Regions from separate parts of the Mus musculus genome. Here region 2 is linked to region 1. Evidence: chromatin contacts called from public promoter capture Hi-C data. All regions are on one chromosome and are shown on one strand. The core of a region is the stretch at or near the end of the contact, and the rest is flanking DNA. Distances in the headings are between cores, read along the strand shown. Region 1 holds the start of Rnf19a (ring finger protein 19A). Region 2 holds the start of Slc25a32 (solute carrier family 25, member 32).

The links. Promoter capture Hi-C pulls out the DNA fragments that hold promoters and counts their contacts.
Region 2: a contact with region 1 is called in a promoter capture Hi-C map of pre-B cells, with 9 times the contacts expected there. The contact joins the promoter of Slc25a32 here to the promoter of Rnf19a in region 1. A contact is called at or near these places in 3 of 39 promoter capture datasets (the C10 cell line, liver and pre-B cells).

The regions. Positions count from the first base shown.
Region 1 is chr15:36,280,632-36,284,425 of GRCm38.p6, forward strand. It overlaps Rnf19a (ring finger protein 19A), which reads right to left and starts at 2,516. Exons shown (of 10, transcript NM_013923.2): 1 at 2,281-2,516.
Region 2 is chr15:39,110,648-39,114,318 of GRCm38.p6, forward strand. Slc25a32 (solute carrier family 25, member 32) reads right to left here and starts at 2,069. Exons shown (of 7, transcript NM_172402.3): 1 at 1,701-2,069. The coding sequence starts at 1,854. It overlaps Dcaf13 (DDB1 and CUL4 associated factor 13), which reads left to right and starts at 2,227. Exons shown (of 11, transcript NM_198606.2): 1 at 2,227-2,404. The coding sequence starts at 2,335.

The DNA.
Region 1 (3,794 bases), core at 1,266-3,765:
ATATGTTTATTAGATGGTAAGGGCTGACTAAAAACTAAAGGATTTCTGTGCTATATCTAAGTGTTTAGGAAAAACCAAGACTTGTCATACAAATATACAAAATCCTTTTCAAAAGACAGGAAAGAAGAAAAAATAAAAATAAAAAGCTTGCCTCAAGCAAAGAGGGCAGAGGTACTAAGAAACTTGCCTAGCTTGTGCAAGACACACACACACACACACACACAAATGTCTGCCTAAAATTATGCATACATCTATAACTCATTAAAGTACAGTGGTGTCTCCAAGCTAGGCAAGGAGTACAGGTCTTTAATCCTATCAGGGGCAAGAACTCAGTGAGTTTAAGGCCAGCTTTGTATATATAGCAAGTTCTAAGCCAACTACCAGGTTATGTAGTGAAACCCTTTCTCAAAAAGGGGGGGGGGGGGAATTACTCCTGAGTACATTATACTCACAACTGCAAAAACATTGCTTGGACGCTGTGTTCATGGCAAGTCAAGTCCATTTACTTTCTACTTGGTGCTGAAGTATCTTCAAAAACACTTAAGTAGAAGATAATATGGCACTGTCATTTTGCCAGATTAAAAAAGGCACCAAAAATCCAACACATTGCCACAAATATTCAAAATGAAATTCTAACATTTGCTAGGCAACAGTACAATGAACAATTCTTTATATTAATTCTAATGTTCAACCAAGGCATCTCCAAGATGAGGTATTTCATGCAGCTATTTTAGTAATGAATAGGTTTGTTTCAACTTCTAAAATAATTCTGCAATTAAAAAAATTAACCTTACTGGGGTTCTAGAATGAGAATCGATGATATAATAAAAAAATACACTCAGGCTAGCTGCCATATGCATTCTTCTTCAGAAAGACACCTTGCAATGACATTAAAATCTTTCCATGGTCACATGAAATTTAAGCTTACACTGTATAATATATATATATATATATATATATATATATATATATATATATATCTTGCTTTTGTTTTGCATAATTTGGTTTAGTAAGTCCCAAGACTTAATACCAATTCTTTGTCCATGAAATTGTATGTACCAAGTAAAGAACATTTGAAAGTAAGGACATAGCCATTTTCTAAATATTTACATTTTAATTCAATACAGACAGCTCTGTGTTAAAGAAGCTTAAGCAAGCAAATATGGAAATGACTTGAATTACAAACAGAAGCACTAGGATGTGCAAAGAGACCGGTTTATAGCAAAACCGGAAAGGGAAAAAAAGACAAGTATCTCGTCACACTACATACAATGAAAAGGGTCAAGAAATTCTGGTTAAAATATTAAATAATCAAAGACTGCCAGGTACGCGTGCGTATACACAAACATACACAAAGTAGAATGAGGAAGATCAAAATATTTTGAAGGCACCAACCACGGAAAGGCCCGCTTTCATACCTCCCGTTTGCTATCATTTTACACCAGCCTTTATAGCCAACCCTAGGTTTGAAAATTGCAGCTGCATTTAAAGGCCGTCCTATCATTACCAACATTTTGCGACATTCTCAACCCTACACAAAGTAAAGCACCAGTCGTGTATTTCTATCTCCAAGGGCGCCAACAAGCAAAAATTAAACCTTTCTTTTTCCCATATATAGCCTTCACCATTCTCTTCCCTCTTTTATTTGCTGCCCTTGTCTCAGGATTAACGAACCTAAACCACTTCTTCCCATTAGTGGAAATGGAAAAAGAGAAGAGAGCGACAGTAGAGCGGAATCCCAGACCGAAGGAAAAACTGGCAATTCAAAGTGGTGGCCTCACTCGGGGTGAGGGCAGGGAAAACCCCAGACGTGGAGTCCGGAAGACCCCCGTTCATCCCCAGGCTATACGGCTTTCCGCGCCGGTGCCTGCTTGTGTGCGCGATCTCCGCTCCCGAAGGAGGCGGTCATCTCCCCGCCGCCCTCCCGGGCCCCAGGCGGCAGGCTTCGGGGGCGAAGTCCGCGGCGCCCAGTGTGCGGCGAGGCCCGGAAAGCGTCCCGTTAGAGGCGATTTCACCCGTCAGGAATGCGCTCCGCCCCCGCCGCCTCCCCACGGCGGCCGCCCTCGGGTCTCGTCCGCTCCGCCGCCCCGGAACGCTCGGGGCAGCGCCGTGGACAGTCACAACACCGACGGGGCCACAGGCCCGGCCCCCCACGCCCCGGCCCGCACCCCGGAGACGGCCGCAACGGTCTCCCGGCCCCAGACCGAGGCCTGAGCGGCGCCTTGAATCCCCATCCGTAGGGGAGCCGCCCGGCTCCCGCGGCTCCGGCGCCTGCCGTACCTCAGCTCCTCAGGGCGGCGGCGGCGCGGGGCGGCTGGCGAGCAGGCCCATCCCGCGGAGGCAGAAAGCGGAGGCAGAACGGAGGACGACTTTTCAGCACCGCCGCGGAACCTTCTCAGCTAGGGCGAGAGCTGCCGGTGGAACGGTTGCGGGCGGCCGCTTTCCCGAACTCCCCTCTGTGACTCCAGTCGGACCGTCGCAGCCGGGAACCAACACAGCAACTGCCATTCTCCCCCGCCCTCGCCCCCAGGCCCCGCCCCCTCCACTCCCTCCTGCCCCACCCGGCATAGCCCCGCCCAGCGCGCCTTGCGTCTTGGCGTCAAGCCCCGCCCCGCCCCACGTCGACCAGCCGCGGTTATCTCTGGGACGCGGTGGTTCCTTGGCTCCAGCACGTTCGCCTCGCACTGCGCGCTCTCGCCGCCGGCCCTCCCGCGGGCGGCGACTTACTCGGAACGCGCCGGGCAGTGGGGCGGGAGACGCCCTTCTTGTAACCCCGACCCCGTCTCCGTGAGGTGATAGGAAGGGACGGCGGGAGCCGCGTTCCAAGTGGAGCGCTTCCTGAGCGACAGGACCCTGACTTAGCTTTTCAATCCTTTGTTCACCTGCTTGATTGGCAACCCTCGGGAGAGCAGAGCCGAGTCGTCCCCAAAGAAATATCTCAGGTCTTATCAATGTCTGATACAGTAGGAGTTACTTTGGCCCAGCCTGTGTCTTCCATTCCCCTCCAGCTTTTGATCCAGTCGGACACCCTTTGAATTTTTCACCTACATAAGACTTGGTATAGAGTTAGTTAAATAAACAGATCCCTTTCCTGTCCTGATCCCATCCTCTCCGTTTATTTCTCTTGGGGACTTAGATCATTTCCTTAGAATCCTGAGAAATGGATGTGATGGATGCCAAAATGTCCATCCACCATCTGTTACTTAATCTAAATATATCACTCGATCCTTATTTCAGTGTGTCTAAACTAGAAACTCACCAAGGAGCCATATTTTTTCAAACCCCACTTGGCCTCTTTGGTAACACAGTAAATTTTTCCCAGTTAGAAACAGGCTAGGCGATCTAGGGCTAAATGTCTTTGACCATACATCTTAAAGGGAGTAAGTATGGATATGATTTCCATTTATTGGAAGTTGAGAGCCATTATGTGTATACCTTAAAATGCTATCAAAAGGCTGCATTCGATGCCCAATAATCTACAGGACACTTTAAGCCTACGGATAGTGCAAGAGTAGCTTTGCAGTACAAATGGAGTAATGACTGGTAAGGGTTTTGAGTAAAGAATTGTGCAGAATAACAGTGGTCCTGTACTCTCTATAGTCATCATAGTTCTGAGAAATTAAATTTCTGTCTTCCTAGAAATTGGAAGGGTCTGCTGTTACTTACTAGTCCAATATGCATATCCTGAGAGAGATATACCTGAAGGACATCTCCACTTGAATCTATGGAGGCATCTTGTATTAGATAGTTTTATCTTAACATGAGACAAGCTAAAGTCGTTTGAGAGAAGGGAT
Region 2 (3,671 bases), core at 819-3,318, 2.8 Mb after region 1:
ACTCTTCTCACGCTAAGGTAATGAATCTTCTCAGGTACCAAGAACTGCCTTTCCTCAAACTAGTCAGCTCTGTAGCACTGTCCAAATCCCAACCTGGCCAACCCTCAGTTTCAGCGCCTCATCTTCTGCTCCTAGAGAAAGCTGTGTCAGAGGGACACCAAGCCACAGACCTTCATCTCAAGAAGTCCAAGACTATCTATTCACATTCAAGTCACTGTTAGCAGGGACTTAGAGGTGCTACGGGGAGAGGGTAAGTGCAGGGTAGTTTCAGAGTGAAAGTGCTGAACCCAAACCTCAGATTGCTATTTACCATCTTGTGACTTGGACAACTTACTCAACCCCTACCATTATCAGCTTCATAAAGGTCATAATAAATGCCTATTATACATTCAATCAAAGTTAGTTATCAATGTTTGCAACTATTATAACAATTATTTATAGTTGCATATCAAACTCCATGGAATTATTTCTCTGCGGTGTCTTTTCTAGAATACACTCCACAGGTACCACACATTCTCCACCACGGAATGTCTTGTCTCCTCTAGCTGTCAAAATATTAATCCTGTTGAGGACTTTAATATGGAACCTTTACAGATACATACAAGCCACCTATGTTTATTTTTTTAATATTTACTTTATCATTTCATATTTCATATGTGCCCCTGGGTGGGTATGTGCATGTGCTGGCAGAGTCCAGAGATGTTAGGTTTCCTTGAAGCCAGAATTATAGACAGTTGGGAGCCACCTGCTCAAAGTGGGTGCTGAGAACTCAATGTGGGTCCTGTGGAAAGGCTAAGTCATCTCTCCAGCCCCAGCTTTCCTTATATAGTCTTTTTATATAGCCTATTTGTGCTCTTATTTTGTATTTGAATTTATTCTACTTAGCAACTGATTTCATGTTGTGTAGAATCCTTTTATATATCTTAGGGTAATTACATTTTTAAGTTTCCTAACGATAAGAAACTGTTGGTACTTCTTAGTTCGACTCCACTGTTCAACATTAAGACACATACATCAAGTAAATCGAATAAAATTAGAATGCTCTACTAAATCCATCTCTAAAGATTTGATTTTCTGGAAAAATTTAGTTTGTAATAAATGAAATAACAGAAATGGTTTCTAAATAGTTACCAAGGCTCACCTATGTAATGCAACTTGGTATTAATTCCTAAAATGCCGTGCTAATTTCCATATACTTAATTCACACTTTAATACAGTTATTTAGAGTGTAGAAGCTCCTCCTTCCTTCACCAGACAATGCATATTTTTAAATACTGCAAACTAAAGAAACTTTAGTGAATATTTTAATCCCAAACTATGACCTTACTCTCCGAAGGTGACAAAGCACCGGCTCACACACTTGTACTTTCGTCTGACTTTATACAGCCAAACACGTGGCTGCCCTAAGACTTCAAATTACCCCAAAGAGTGAATGACTCGTGAACATGAGGGTCAAATGTGACAACCTCCTTTCTCTCAAACTTCACCCACTTTCCCTATCCTTTATGGTTAGGAGACACAGGGAAAGCCGGGGTCCCCTTCCTAAATCCTAGCTCCAGGTAACGCAGGGTGCACAGCATCATCTTAGGGGCTCTCCCCCTTGTAGTAGAGTCTGGGGAGACTAATGTCTCTTCTGCGTGTAAGTGCTTCGCTGGGGCTGGCAGCAAGGGAAGCCGCCCGGGACGTGGGCAGGCTCTTACCAGCGAAGCGGATCTTCACGAGGTCGAGCGGGTGCAGCGCCAGGTTGGACAAGACCCCGCCACTCACGCCAGCCACCAGGTTCTCGTACCGGACGTGGCGGAACACCGCGCTCCACGCCGCCGACCCGGCAGCCGACTGGCCCTGGCCTGTCATGGGCTCCGGGTTCGTCGACACTACGGCGTCCAGCGCCGCCGACGTGGGGCGTGATGTAGTGGCCGCCACCGTGGCGACTGTCGCGGCCCGGGGCCTGGAACCGCAGGACGCGAGCCCACTTCCGGGACCGGAGCCCGGGACGCTGCTGCAGGCAAGTCACACCCGCGGCAAAGCGGGGAGTAGGAGAAACCTCAGAGCGGAGCTTGCTTAGCCCCGCCCAGCAGGCCTGGCCCCGCCCACAGCTGCGCGCGCTCGCCCTCGGGTCAAGACGCGAGCGACAGCTGAAGGACCGCCCCCTCCAGCTCCTAGCCGGAGAGACTACGGAACGCCGCGAGGTCCAGCTGAGCCATCCGGCTGCCACTCTGCGGAGCCACGTGACAGGAAGCCCGCGGAAGGCGGAAGTAGTGTGTCTGCGTGCTGGCCCCGGTAAGTCGAGCCCGGTTTAAAGGCTCGTGGAGTCCGACACCCAGAGCCGCCAAGATGAAGGTGAAAATGCTGAGCCGAAACCCTGACAACTATGTCCGCGAAACCAAGCTGGACATACAAAGAGGTGAGAGGAACTGGAACAGAGGAAGGGGCCTCCTCCCGGATTCTTTGGGTCTGGCCAGCTTTCGAGCAGTAAAAGGGGCGGGAGGCCAGCGCTCTGGTCTCGGTTTCCCTCTCCGCCTAGGCGGCTGCGTCCACACGGGGCTGGTGAGGATCAGAACTGCAGATGGCACATACCTCTACGTCCTTTGTGAGAATTTTCCTCTAGTGGGAAGTAGTTACGTATACACGCCTTTAATCCCAGCACTTGGGAGGCAGAGGCAGGCGGATTTCTGAGTTCAAGGCCAGCCTGGTCTACAGAGTGAGTTCCAGGACAGCCGGGGCTACAGAGAGAAACCCTGTCTGCGTTACTAAAGGTTCTCTCTCCTCCCCCTAGCATTGCTAACGTGTGGTATATGGCCCCCCCCCCCAGCTCCCAAGGTGTTTTACATGGTAATAATTTCTTTTCTTTTTTTTTTTTTTGGTAATATTTCTTAAATGAAAAGTAGATTTGTCCCCAGAGTTTGACGTTAATTATTTTGAATCTTTGAACCTCATTACTTTTTTTTTTCTTCCACTTTCACCAAACAGTGCATTGCTGGATGGAGCTGTCATGGTTTATAGTGCTTGGCCCAGGGAGTGGCCTTGTTGGAGTAGGTGTGTCACTGTGGGTGAGAGCTTTAATACCCTAGTCCTAGCTGCCTAGCAGAAAGTATTCTCCTAGCAGCCTTCAGATGAAGCTGTAGAACAACTCTCAGCTCCTCCTGCACCATGCCTGCCTAGATTTTACCATGTTCTCACCTTGATGATAATGGACTGAACCTCTGAACCTGTAAGCCAGCCCCAACTAAATGTTGTCCTTATAAGAGTTGCCTTGGTCGTGGTGTCTGCTCACAGCAGTAAAACCCTAACTAAGACAGTGGCTTACGTTACCCTTGCCAATGTGGGTGCATTTCAGGCTTTGTCTTGGAGCTATACTTATGTACGTATCTTTACATACTTATCCCTACAAGTGCCCTCCATCCTGCGCATCAGTGTCCTCTTCTGTGTTTTCAGTACACATTGTTTGGATTTGTCAGTGCTTATCACATTATCTCATGGTTCATGCTGATTAGCAGGCTTTCCTATCAGCTTGAAAAGAGAGGAAAGAATCCTATTCCTATATGCAGTGTTTAGACAATAACTCACATAAATAGCTACTTTGTAAGTATCGGAATGAATGAATGAATGGGTGACAGCTGGGACACAGAATCTTATGCTAGGAGATACAACTCTACTTTATAGTAACATCT